Linked DNA regions of Mus musculus: region 1 is linked to region 2. The links are chromatin contacts, called in public HiChIP or PLAC-seq maps. All regions are on one chromosome and are shown on one strand. Each heading gives the region's core, a stretch centred on a gene start, on an enhancer-like site or on the middle of the called end of the contact. The rest is flanking DNA. Distances are from core to core; before and after follow the strand shown. Region 1 overlaps Snd1 (staphylococcal nuclease and tudor domain containing 1). Region 2 overlaps Snd1 (staphylococcal nuclease and tudor domain containing 1).

Region 1 (7,001 bases), core at 4,146-6,645, 220 kb before region 2:
TTTCTATTTAGATCCTTCGGATCCACCCCAACAACCTGGACTGTCTGTAGATTACCTGCAGTCCAGCATTTTTACACAAGTAGACTTACTGGGTTAAAAAGAGCCAGTAGATTATGTTTCCTATGGTTAAGAGGTTAAGTCACCATTGTAGCAGGAAGAGAAAGTGACATCTAATTCTAGATGATGAGGCCCAAGCCTCACAAAGAATACAGAACTGATCTCACTGGTGAGGTCTGCTATGTGGCTTTATAGAAATAAGGTTCCTGGCATTCTACTATGACAAAGAGTACTTCCTCTCTACCAAATGAGAGAGAAGATGCCAGACTACAGCCCTCTTAACCCTACACCACTAGCACAACCTCCTTCCACTTAGACGGAGAGTACAGAAGAGAGTGGACCCAGGCACATGCCTCTTCAGGCCTTTATTACAGTAAGGATGTTACTGGGCAAAATATTTTACCATTACCAGTGACTGAAGCTATGCTTACCCTGCAGCAAACACACCATGTATTGTGCAGAGTGGAAAATATTTTTCTTGATGTTCCTCTACAGGAGAGTTTTGCTTGAGGGTTCTGTTCTTCCTTACTCCAGCAGCCTGGGACTAGAAGAGTTCTCTAGTGCAGAGCAGCTGCCACGGCCTCCCTCCCTACAGTCGGCTGTTTGAAGAGATGCCTGGGAGGTGTCACTCAGGCAGAGTCTGATAGACTATGGTCTGCCTCCTATGTAGTTAACAGTCCTGATGCTAGCAGTGAGCTACCCTGGGAAAAAGTTGAGGGCTGTCCTGAGGTTGCTGCCACATTTCTTCCTCTGTAAAAGGAGAGTCAGCCACAACCCTCCTCGTGCTTGTTATAGTGACTTAGTTTCTGTTAGAGGGGGATAAGGTACAGAGAATCTAAATGATTAAATAATATGCAACTACTACCTTTTAACACATTGAGAATCCTGAGAAAATGAGCAGTGCTTTGAAAAATTGCCAAAGTCTGTAATGACTGGAAAAGGAAGAAAGAGAAGATGAGGAAGAGGAGGAAGAGGAAGAAGAGGAGGAGGAGGAGGAGGAGGAGGAGGAGGAATTTCTGATACTTTCCTTTCTCTGGATTCTCTTGCAGCTCAAACCAATGCTAAGGAAGCAGAGTGGGTGTGACTAAGGCTACCTGCAAGTCTAGGTTAGTGCTTATACCAGCTGGAAAGCATTTCTTACTCAGTATGAACGGGAGCCTTGCCTTGTCCTTGTCCCCTGGGCTCAGTTCCTTTTGTCTTTAAAATCACACAGGAAGCTTAATGTGCTAAAGAACATGAACTAACCATGTGCTGTCTCCGTTTCGGCCCAGGTTGACCTGTAGGCAAATCTGGTTCGGGCTGCCCCCTCATCTCAGGAAAACAGGGCAGGAGAAGGGATAGGAGTGGCAGACGTCTCCGGGTATGGCTTGGGCCATCTGCACTGCTGTGAATCAAGGTTGGCTCAGACAGAAGGCACGAGGGAGGAGGTGCAGCTGCTGACGGCTCAGACAGCTTGGACCTGTCCAGGCAAACAAGCCGCTCAAGTGCAAGCACAGCCAGCCAAGTAGGCAGAGCACAAATACGGACTTAAAGCTTGAAATCTGACAAGATACAGAAAGAGGGTAGGAAGCTGTCTGGAATTTCACAGTGCCTGGCCTTCCCTGTCTCTCACTGCTATGCCAGGTTCCTCTGCTCCTGAAGAGCAGGATGTGAGGCTCAGGAACTAGGGTTGGAGACAGAGACGCTTTCCTTAAGCTAGAATTTAAAACTGTCATTCCGGGGATTATAGAGTCACCTCTGGATTATTCTTCCTTATCAGTATCTCTGAAAACAAAATTAAGCTCTTGTCTATAGCTACATCTATCTCCTCTGTGCTTTTGTGTTCAAGGTTAAGCAGTGGGCACTGGGTATGCTGGTTTCTATCTGCCACGCTGCTAACTACACCATGTGAGGGACCTGTCTCAGAGAGGGGATACAGGGGTGCGATGCTCTCTTGTGTGGAGGGAGCCACAGTAGGCTTGTTGAGGGAAGGAGGCACTGTTTGGCTCCTTCTACTGAAGACCCCTGAGGCTGGGCTTCCTCTTAGGTGCGCATTAGCTGCACTGGGGAATCATTAGGTACCAGTGTCTAGGTACTTCTCTCTTCAGGAGTTTTCTCTACTTTCCTTTAATCTACCTTTGCTATATATTAAACAAAACTAGCATTTAAGCTTTAGGTCACATTGCTATCTTAGGGCTGGCGAGAGGGACTTCATTATTATGAAATCATCCAGGAGATTAGAAAGCTCTGCTCTACATTGGAGAAGGCCAGGAGAAGACTGGTCAGACTGATAGCCAAATGAGCCTTGCTACTGGTTACAGAAGCATGAGCTATTGCTTAGAGCCTTCCTTCAGGTTCAACAGGAGTCAATGACTGTCCTAGGAAACAAGGGAGCCCCCATCTACAAATGTAGCACCTTCTTCTGAGGCCAAGTCGAGGGAGGAAAGATAGCCAGGCCCAGGCAAACAAACGGGAGGAGCTGACTCAGACAATCCTCTATTCCAGAGCAGGAGAACCGAATCCCTCCCTTCTCTGTAACTGTCTGTCACACGAGGCAAGCTTCCTAGTCAGTGAACAGGGTCCTTTCTTGGTGAACACAGGGCAACTCCAGATTGCCCTATGGTTTAGGTTCACAGGCCCAAGTAAAAGATGGACCAGTTTTTAAGTGAGGCTTCTGGCTCAAGGCAACTGCACTCCTGGCCTTAGCCCTTCCTTGGTTCTAGTTTGCTTTCCTGTTGCTGTGATAAAACACCACGACCCAAAAGAAACCAGGGGAGGAAAGGGTTCATCTGCTCACACTTTCAAGTCACAGTGCGTCCTCGAGCAAGCCAGGGCAGGAGCAGAAGGCAGGGACGTGGAAGCAAGAACTGGAGTAGAGACCATGGAAGAATGCCGCTGCCTGAAATGTTCCCTACTATGTGCTCAGCAAGTTTCCTTATGTAATCCAGGACCACCTGCCCATGGATTGCACTGCTCACAGTACACCAGGCCTTTCTACATTAATCTGTAATTAAGAAAATGTCCCACAGATGTATCCACAAGACAGTCTGATGTGGCAATTCCTCATCTGAGATTCCTTCTTCCGAGATATGTTTAGGTTTGTGTCAGGTTGACAAGAACTAACTAGCACACCTGGCCTATTTATTTGTTTGCATGCTTTTGTGAACCCTGTTCTGTGACCTGGGGCAGGTCAAGTGCAAGAGAACAATAAAGACTTGATCCTGCCCTTGAGGTTATTCAGCACATCTGAGATGGCTAGGCTGGGCGGGATGACAGCAGGCAGGGCTAGGGGGTATGCATGGCGGAGATGTGTGCTTAGAGCAAGCCAGAAGCAGGAGAAATCTCAGCCTCCATCTGCTCAAAGAGTTTCATGGAGAAACGAAGTGCAAGGTATATAATGGGCTTGCAGAGTATCCATTGTAGTGTACTTAAGGAGAGGACAGGAGAAAATTCACCCAGTTTGGATTGTGAACACAGACAATATGAGTATATTGTTAGGGCCAAGATTGTCTTTCAACCCTGTAGGGAGCCAGAGATGCCCCAGTCCTTTGGCACAGGCACAGGGTGGGTAGATGACCTCAACACTTCTCAGGCAGGCATCTGCTAAAAGGACTGCCCTAGGAGCTGGGAGCTTGGCAGCAATGCTCTCAGTAAATACTCTGGTAAAACTGTATTTATTCTAGTCTGATAAGTGACCTAGATCGCCTGTAGTCTCACCCCCTCTTAGGACCCTATAGCAACACACAGATTAGCTTAATGTTTAGGTGTAAGTCACAAAGCCCCCTGAATAAAGATTAGTCAGTAGCTTGCCTTTGAATGAAGAAGCGCTTAGCCAGGGTCCTAATCAAGGCCATGGTGCAAATGTAGGATAGAAGCTCCAGCCTTCGTCCAGAACTCCATTTAATTTGGCTGCACAGCTGCTATTGGTCTCATCTACTAAGCAGCCAGAACAAAATAGCACTTGGGAATTGGGACAATGTTGAGGACACAAGGGGCACATGCGCGCGCGCGCGCGCACACACACACACACACACACACACACACACACACACACACAGGGAGGGGTGGGGGAGGAAGAGAATGTGGATGGACTTCTGGGAATGACGGTTGGATACAAATTTTAGGACACACCAGCAGTGGGTAAAGTGCTCCAAGGAAATGAGGACTTTCTTCTATCACGATCACAGAATAGCTGCAACCACCATTATTCCCCTGGTGTGGCCAGAGAAGCTCTCAGGATGGAGCATTGGCAAGGGGTAAGGCAGGTCAGCTCCAAGGTACAGCAACTCTCCTAAAGAGTTGTGGGGAACACACAGAGCTGTCTACTGAGCTACTCCTCAATTCTAGTCTAGAGGCAGAACTAGGTTGTTCTTTGTGCCTGCCCATCCTGTCCCCAGATGTGCACTGTTTATGAGCTGGAGGGATCAAGTTTATGCTGATAGAAATCCAAAGTCATGAACTAGGTTAGGTCTAAGATGATCAGCTAGGGTAAGGTGGTCTGAATTTAATTTCCAAATAAGCCAGTAGTTCTTAACCTTAGATGCATATAGGAATTCCTGGCAGGGGGAGTGGTGGTAAAAAAATCTTAAAAATATTTTAATTATACAAAAACTACTGTGAAAACAGAAATCTGGACCACTGAAAGTAGAATACTAACGAGTACTCCATAAACCATCATAGAGATCCAATAAAGTCTTCATCGTTCTCTCTCCCCGCTTTCTTTGCTTCAGCATTTTAAAGTCTATCCTAGCCATGGTGCCACTTCAGCTTTACATACTTCAGTATGCATCTCTAAAAATACTCGGTCATTTCCTTACATAACCACAATGCTATTATCACACCTACCAAAATTAACAAAGCTTTCCCTAGGTATCAGCTAATGCACCTGGGGAACTTGGGAAAAAAGCCTCAAACCAAAAAACCTTGTGGTTGATGAAGTCTCCAAGCATTAGTAGCTTTTCTGTGCCTCCCCGACCCATGTGTGTTGCCAGGGTGACGAATGACTGCCATGGTCAATACAGGATCCTGCCACGGGGTCTGAAGCAAGGGCTGTGCTTATCCTCTAGTTCTTTATCAGCAAACCAAACCAAAACCTCTTACAAATAAATATAGACGCCAAAACCAAACCAACCCAAAAGACAAGGAAAGCACGACAAAGCCACAGATAGGGCAAAGGCAAGGAAAATAAAAGCATAAAACCAAACCAAACCAAACCAAACGACAACAAAACCCCAACCCCATGTCCCCATCCCTAAGCCCCAGCAGACCAGAGAATGGGATCTCATGCAGCACAGGGCGCCTTCTGCTCAGGAGTGGAAGGAAGCCCACTCACTTGATGCATCAGATGCATCAAAGGCCCGAGCAGCCCGAGAGGAGGGTGGTTCCCGGCTGCCCACGCTGCTTGCAGAGCCCACAGCACGGAGACACTAGGCCAGACTGCATTGTTTCTCCTCTCTTTGCTAGCTTTTCTTGCCTCTGTGTGTGATATCTCTCTAATATTCTGACTAATACTGTGCCTCAGCACCTGGGTCTTAGGGAGAATTAATTACATAGGCTATGGTGAGGGGGTGCGGCGTAACTTCTTGGGTGTTGGCACTGGGGTATAAGTAGTACAGTCTTCAATTTTACTTATTTATTTCATTTAAGGAAACAACTAAACAAAACATCCTGCAAAAAGATGGGGCTGTATCACTGTAGCTAAAAATACCTCCACTGAAGGCGGCCGCTCACCAGCTCCTCAATTAGAGATGCTACAGGGCCCTTTGTGAGCTGTGCAGTGTTGGCAGCTCCACAGGGGCTCTGGGCGGCCGAGGACAATCTCTGGAGCAGTGACTTTCTACTGCTAGGTGGAGGGGGACTGGCTAATAGCCACTGAGTCAGCATCTGAGACCTGACTTCCCAAGGTAACTTCTATACCCCTCTTGCTTCATGGACCCAAGCCAAAATGATACACCTGAGAATGACCCAGAGTCATCATTAGGGGTTCTGGCTGTTGTCGACTTTCTTGAGGGTAGATGTATTCCATACAAAGGAGGCAACAATGGCATCCAGCGTGCCTCAGGAGATTTGGGTGCTGGACAACAACTTGGAAGTGTGTTTCAGGGATAAGAAGCCCAGGTGAAGCCTCTTGGCGGGGAGGGACTGAGACCAGGGCTGCTTTCAGTGCAGGCTGACACTTGAATAGGGACACTGTGCAGAGGCACGGGGCTTCATAGGTCTTTTTCTGGATTTCTTTTCTTTTTTGTCTAAATGTGTAAAGGTCACTTAGTCCCACAACAGTCACTTTACCGGGGAAGAGCATGGAGGTCAGAGTTGGTAAATGGGACAGTCAGGAGAAGGTGGGCACAAAGCAAGCCAAGGCTGATTTAATTTAGCCACTGACTCCTTTCTCCGTTTCTCAGGTGAGGTGAGGGTGTGTGTGAGCATGTGTATCTCGAGTTCAGTATCTGCATATACCCAGTGGCCACAGTCCTGGACAGCACAGATAAAGAATGCATCCCTTGACTCTGGTTGTTTTTATATCCTCTCTTGCTGGCTAGCAGTGGTCTCTGAAACTTCTCTGAGCACTAACTGAAAGCTAATGGGTTCCACGGTTCACTCTCCAGCAAACCTGATGATCCTGGCCCTTGCAGAAGCTAATAGCTGACCACACGAATCCCCCACGGCAGTAGGCAACCTAGGTCCTAACCCTGCACATCCACGCTTCCATGCTTACAGCTACTCTGACCTTTATGGATTTTGCCCAGTTGCTATTTTACACTATTTTAATTGATGTTTAATATAGCTTAACTCTGCATGGTGTTCCAAGCCCCTCACCAGGGGGCCGCTCACAGGCAGAGTCACAATTAATAGCAATCCCCAGAAAATTATGCCCTGTATCAAAGTTGTCATTGCACCATATAAATGCTTATTATTACTATTGAATTCTCCAGCCCTGACACCTCCCTGTGTTTACTAGGTAGCAG
Region 2 (6,681 bases), core at 865-3,364:
AAGAGATTGTACATTGTTCCTGATCCCATATAATGCGAAGGAAAGTTAGAGCAAAGCTGGCACTAAATACATTTGGGGGATGAGTAAACACTATTTACTATCTTTGTCTTATGTTCTGACCTTAGACTTGATGATCAAGAAAGGTAAAGTTCTACTCTAATTCTGACATTTGTCTGTTTGCCTACTGTGTGTGTGTGTGCGCGCGCACATGTGCATGCAAGGTATATGCACAAACTATGACACACTTGTGTGGAGGTCACAGAACAATTTTCAGGGGATTTGATTCTCCCTTTCCTCAATTGTGGTTCAGGTTCCTTCTTACTTCTGCCTGTGCTGTTTCCTGCTTCTCCATCTCTGGCTTCCCTTGGCAAAGCAGAATTGCTGAGAGCACAATGCATGCTGCCAGGGCCTTCAACATGTTTTCCAGGGATCAGCCTTGGGATGTTAAGTTTGTTCACCAACTGATTTTACTCTGAGCGGTTCTGATATCGGAATGAAAAGCCTAAGGAGTTAAAGAGCACAGCTACTGCTGTGAAGGACAGGCATTCAGTTCCCAGCACGCACTCCTGAGAGCTCTCCTCCTCCCAGAACTCCAGCTCCAGGACGAGCTCAGGCCTGATTTCAACTGGCACTGGCACTCATGTAAATGTAGCCCTGATACACACACACACACACACACACACACACACACACACACACAAACACACAAAATCTATTTTAAAAGCCACAATATCAGCCGGGCGTGGTGGCGCACACCTTTCATTCCAGCACTTGGGAGGCAGAGGCAGGTGAATTTCTGAGTTCGAGGCCAGCCTGGTCTACAAAGTGAGTTCCAGGACAGCCAGGGCTACGCAGAGAAACCCTGTCTCAAAAAACAAAAAACAAACAAACAAACAAAAAGCTACAATATCCCCTCTGTAATGAGGTACAAAGAATATGAACATCAACATACATTTGAAACCAGGAAAAAAAAATGGCTCACATAAACCCAAGCCAAGCACAGAAAACCGTCCTCAATGCTCCCACTTACATGGCTACAATAAGGCTGTATGACAAAGGATGGTGAACCTACATAACAAAGCAGGCTTGATAACCATTCTGTCACCAAGCAAATCCACAGCATAGCCATCACTTAGTAATCCTTTCTTACTAGACAGGCAGGCTGGTTTCTTATAAAGAAACGTAGATGGTTCTTTAAGAATAAACAGTGAACAAGAAAAAACTAGTGATAAGACAGAAGACTGATTGAAGTCAGAGACCACAAACACTGACTCTAATAAGGAAAGATGGAAGGTGACAGTCTATTAATGAGGTGCTGTGAGCTAACCATGGCACCCATCCCTAACAGTCTTCTATGTGGATTATGGATTATGTGGGTTGAGAAGGAAGCATATTCATTTCTCCAGCTTACTTTCACCAGAAAGGCTTCTACTAGCTTGCAGCTGTTCCCTGGGGCTGTACATACTAAACACTCTTCAAATTGAATTTCAGATGGTGCCTCAGCTGCACTAATTCTGTGTGTTACTCTGCATCTAATACTTACACGCCCAAATTGGTGCTCCTAGGCTTATGACAAGGTGCAGGTTTTTCCAAACAGACATTAAGCCACAGTATGCTTAGCTTTATACAGACCAAAGATTCACCTAGATCTCAGAGTTAAAGAAAATAAGCATTCATTCCTGTTAGATAGAGAAAAAAATGGAAACGGATGGCATTAAAGACTTTATATGACATTGTCATCAAGAAATTATGTTCTTCATGTCCCTAGCATTGATCGCTGAAGATGATGCTAGAATCATTATTAGACCCTAAGAGTTATTAGAACCTCATTAACAGAGTCCAATTACAGACAGAAAGTCAAGCTATTTTAGTTGAGCATTCATACCAATGGAAAAAAATAGAGCCTTCTTAATCACTTTCATTATCAAAACAGACTCCCTGCTGGAGCCTTTTAATTGGAAGTCTACCATTTTACAGGCATTTGCATTTTATCAAACTCTATTGACAGGACCAATAGAAATAGCTTCAAGTTCTGAGCTTCACATCTTCCAACTATGTGAAGGCAGCTGTGGTGAGCCACTGAAAGAAAAAAAAAAAAAAAGACAGCCAAGACAGGAAGCTGGGCGCCCAGCATGCTAGCATCTGGCTAGAACCTCAGCATACTGTGAAGGAGCCTTTCTACTATGTTAAAGGAGGAGGGAAATGAGAGAAGAGAGCAGCAGCAACAAGCCTTCGTTATGCATAAGACATTCTAGAGATAATAATCGAGCAAAATCAGAAGCGGTGTAGATGAGTATGTGACCAGGACAGTTTTGCATTGCAGAAACTGTAGAAAGACATCTCTCTCCCCTCATAGTCTAACATACACTCTATCTAAACATGACTGTGCAATAGTGTTGTTGCCATGAGCTCTGTTTTGTTATTTATAGAGGCTATCAAAGTACACAGCACTTTACAAACCACAGAACACAGGCACCAGAGCCTGGAGGAACTAAGCCTGAATTAGACAGGGACAGAACGGTAGGGGGAAACAGGAAAATATTGAGTTGCACCAAATTCATGGCAAGAACAATTCTGGGAGATAGCAAAAACAGGACTAAATAATATAATATCTAAGGGAGAATTCATAGAGACCACAAGCAACCTGTCTGTCATAAACCCTAACTTTCTGGCTACACCTGAGTCTGATGGAATGCTCTGTGATAGAACACATAGGACTGGATAATTTATAAAGCCTTGGAAGCTGCATGTCTACCTTCAAGCAATGTTGCAGCGGGCTTGATATCTAGAGAAGGCCTACCCTTTGCTGCCAAGGTGGTGCCTTGTTGGTACATCCTCCACAATGGAGGAACTCTGTTGCCCACATGTGGCAGGAGAGCACAGAACTGGCTAACAGGGAAACAAACACCTTTTATTATTTATGGGTATCAATCCACCCCACTCTGGTGACCTAAAATCTCCCCTCTTAAGTACATGGGGGATTAAACTGTCAGTACATAAATTTTGGGGGAAACATTCAGACCACACCAGGCATTAAACACAAATTGTGGTTCTCTGTCCATATGAATCAAGCTTATCCAAGGGAAATTAAAATATGAATGGTAAATAATTAACTATCCCAATGTTTACAGATGAAGAAAGAAGGAAAGAAGACTGATTTAAATACACTCTTATAATAGTCCAAAGGAGCTGTAAACCTATTAATTATATAATTCTGCCCACACATGTAACAGGCCCACAATACTCATCAGCTCAGGAAGTCACTGCATCCTTTATCCTTCTTGATAAATGAAAGACTTCAGCTTCTAAAACTTCTACCAAGGAAGAATTTTCACATGTCACAGAGAGCTACCAGGAGCACTCCCTAGGCCTCAGCCACAAAAGCTTTAATTGAAGGATTTAAAGCTTGCTCCTTAATTCAGTACTGTCTACACTTGCCAGAAACTGAAAAAAATGAATAGACAGATGTTAGTATTGAGTTTTACCAATTATAAAGGGCCTAATGTTGCCACACAATTTTGTGATGTATTATTATTGCCATGTGGCACAAAGCTTAAGGGACTTTCTCAAAGACACAAGACATGTCTAATGTCAACAGAATACCCAAAATAAATACTTACTTGATAATCTCTGTTCTAACCAGTCACAAGCATCAGACTGACTTTTTAAAATACAAAAAAAAAAAAAAAAAAAAAAAAAAAGAACATGACGATCAATAGTAGAATGTCAAGTAGAAATTCAAGTGCACCGGGTGTTACTTTTCAGAGACAAACCACTAGAGTCCAATGGCATCAGGGTGTGTTCTTAGACATAATTGGTAGATGATATTAAAATAATCACCCAGCTGATCCTAATAGTCTTCTCATAAATTTCTCTTTAGTTTCTCAAAGAGCATGCTGCCAATTCATTGCAAAAAAAACAGGTTTTGATCTCCTCTCATCCATCAACAGTGGCACCAGCCTTCTTCTCCATCCAAAGGGGAAACCATGTGCAAGAGTTCAGCCCGATTTCCCAGGAATTTTAGCTTCCACAGCCTGGTTTCTGAGCCCTCAGCAATGGGAGCAATTTACCTCGATCGACTTCACCAGTCACTGTTGCAATTTAGCTAAGACATTTCCCAAGAGCCTATTAGGAAAGGTTCCAATTTGAAAAACTCACATCTGATCTTACAAACCAGTCCTGGAAACATTATTTGAAACCAACTTACAAATTATTTTTTCCTCTGATCACAAATCCCTTTGTTATATACATAAATAAAAATAAGAAACAAGAAGACAGGATTTCTGAAGATCAACTCAACAAAAGGTCAAATATACTAACATCAAAAGAAATGTTGATACCAACCACAGCCTGCGCTATATGTGCCAAGGTTCTACTCCATTTGGTTTTGTTACTGTATCCTCTGCACTCAGCAAACTGAAGGTGGTGGCTGGGGCCAAAGGAAACCATTGGCAGCATCTGCAATACAGCAACATCTCAGACCCAGCAAGTACATAGAGTTCCTCCCAGAGTTAGGATGAAGAGAACTCAAAATCACACTATTAAGATACGTCCACACTTGTGTACACAAAAGAAACTCAGAAATACACACTATATAGGAATTACGGCAAAGGAAACCAAGAACTGTTAAAAATTCATGAATGCAGAAAAAGTCAGCAACTTTAAGATTATCTCTATGAAAATCATAGTGGTCAAGGTACAGAACTGCATGCTAACCTATGGATAACAGCATCATTATGTGAAATCAGATTTAGTAGACCCTAACAATGTATCAGTGGGTCTTGATTTATACTTTTCTAGAATACTGATGTTTCCGAGACAGAACGTAGAGAAAAGTATCTTTGTCACTGCTTAAGATGATGCTACAAAAAAATGAGGTGGTAAATTGAATGTATCCACTTAGGAATCCCACCACGAAAGCTTAACAAAAACGATCATTTGCTGGCAAATGTCAATAAATCAATGAATATTCAGTTCCTATTAATAGAAATAATTGGAAAAACAAATCATGGTTAATTTGAATGACTTGGACTAGATGATTGTTAGGACTCAGCACACATCCATTACTTTATAGCAGGAGAATTGTCCTGGATTAAAATGACAGCATTACATAGCTCTATGACATGACTTTTACCAGTCTGCCACCTGAAATTATTTAGGAGCCAGCCTATACCTAAATGGTAGCAGAGCTGCAAACATCAGAAGAATGCTTCCCACTGCATTCTAAACACGGGACCGACAGCCACAGTGGACAGTGCACAGCTCCTGTTCTCTGACGAAGGAGCAGACTAAGATTTCAGAATTTTTTTTTTAAACATTCTCTACATCTATGTGAAATTGGAGCACATCCCAGTTTAGCTTCAGGTAGTATTTTTATGGGTTTTAACTGTAGGCAACCAAAATGAGTAGAATGACAGGACAGTGACAGATACCTGGTTTAGTTTTTTAAGCAACAGCACTGACTAAACAATCCACAGCCACTTTTCAGCTTTCCATGGGGCTGACAGAATGCTCAATGTGCTCATCATTTGGAAAATGCTGCTGATAAAGGGCACCAGTTCTCATACGGTAAGCAAAGACTCCTGGTCCTCTCTTCTTCCCCCTTTCCAACCAGCCATACACCCGGAGCAAGAATTCCTTCAAAAACATCAACTAGAATAAGACATCAGAAGAGAAACTCCAGAGGCAGATCAGAGAATGCAATGGTATAATAGGTCACATTAAAAACAGATTTGCATCCCTAAAAAATGTTACTAGTCTCAATTTTCTTCTCGTGGTAGTTATTTCTATCTCTCCCCCCACCCGCACCCCCAAAAAATAGTTACTTAATGGTAGGAAGCCAAGGATTCATTAGATTCAAATGGGTAATTTTGAAATTTCTTCAATGTCTAATATAAGTAATTATTTATATATAATTAATCCATAGAAAGAAAACCTCTCTGAAAACCTCTCAATTTACAATGAAGTTCTTAACTAAACAGTGTAAGAAACACTTTTTTCCAGAAGCTCAAAGAGAAACGTAAAGTATAGCCTACTAGAGAAGCCTCGTCAGCGCGCAGAGGACAGTCACTTGCCCAGACAACTCTCACAGGAAGTCCTCCAGAGCAGGTTTTCTTTCACTTGCCGCACTGTGCCCTAGCACGTGATCTGTCCAGTCCTATTCCAGCACAAGCCTAACAGTTCTACACATAAACTAACTGAACTGTCCTTTTTTGGTCACTTAACACTGCATGCTAAATACATTTACAAATAATCGTACAATTTTAATAGACATAAAATTAGAATGTGTACTCTATATAATTCAAAACATATAATTAATTAAGATTTCTGTACTTTATTAAAAGTTGTAAATCTTTTACAACATTAGTCATAAACAGTTTACTTGACTATTCCCCTATGTCTGGATATTTGGCCTATAGCTACTCTTTCTGAGACCATGCTATAAGGAAATACTGTTAGGGACACTTTGGCTCTTCTTTAAAATTCTGTTTTTAGGTGGAGCTACAAGAAGACTACCTAAAAAGAGACTGTACACTAGTGATAAAGCCACCTACATAATTACATATGTATGCTGAGTGCTCATATGTGTGGAGCATTAAAGTCTATACTTATGTGGGGTTTTTTGTTTGTTTGTTTTGGTTTTTTGTTTTTGAATCTTACTGAAGCTTGGTTTAGGATGTG

What was found. HiChIP or PLAC-seq counts read pairs in DNA pulled down with a chosen protein or histone mark.
Region 1: an H3K27ac HiChIP or PLAC-seq map of VIP interneurons shows a contact between it and region 2, with 6 times the contacts expected there. The contact joins two enhancer-like sites. A contact is called at or near these places in 8 of 484 Hi-C or Micro-C datasets (the N1E-115 cell line, cerebral cortex, cortical neurons and 5 more) and 10 of 115 datasets of contacts at active chromatin or transcription factors (VIP interneurons, embryonic basal ganglia, embryonic forebrain and 7 more).

What each region holds. Positions count from the first base shown.
Region 1 is chr6:28,811,700-28,818,700 of GRCm38.p6, reverse strand. All of the region lies in intron 16 of Snd1 (staphylococcal nuclease and tudor domain containing 1), which reads right to left. Among named protein-coding and RNA genes, the nearest start is that of Lrrc4, 17 kb to the left of the region's middle. Within about 2 kb of position 5,395, at least 14 of the 459 cell types and tissues checked have an H3K27ac peak or open chromatin away from gene starts, as enhancers often do. A contact at or near this core is called in VIP interneurons, where this site is marked.
Region 2 is chr6:28,584,419-28,591,099 of GRCm38.p6, reverse strand. All of the region lies in intron 10 of Snd1 (staphylococcal nuclease and tudor domain containing 1), which reads right to left. Among named protein-coding and RNA genes, the nearest start is that of Snd1, 110 kb to the right of the region's middle. Within about 2 kb of position 2,114, at least 43 of the 459 cell types and tissues checked have an H3K27ac peak or open chromatin away from gene starts, as enhancers often do. A contact at or near this core is called in VIP interneurons, where this site is marked.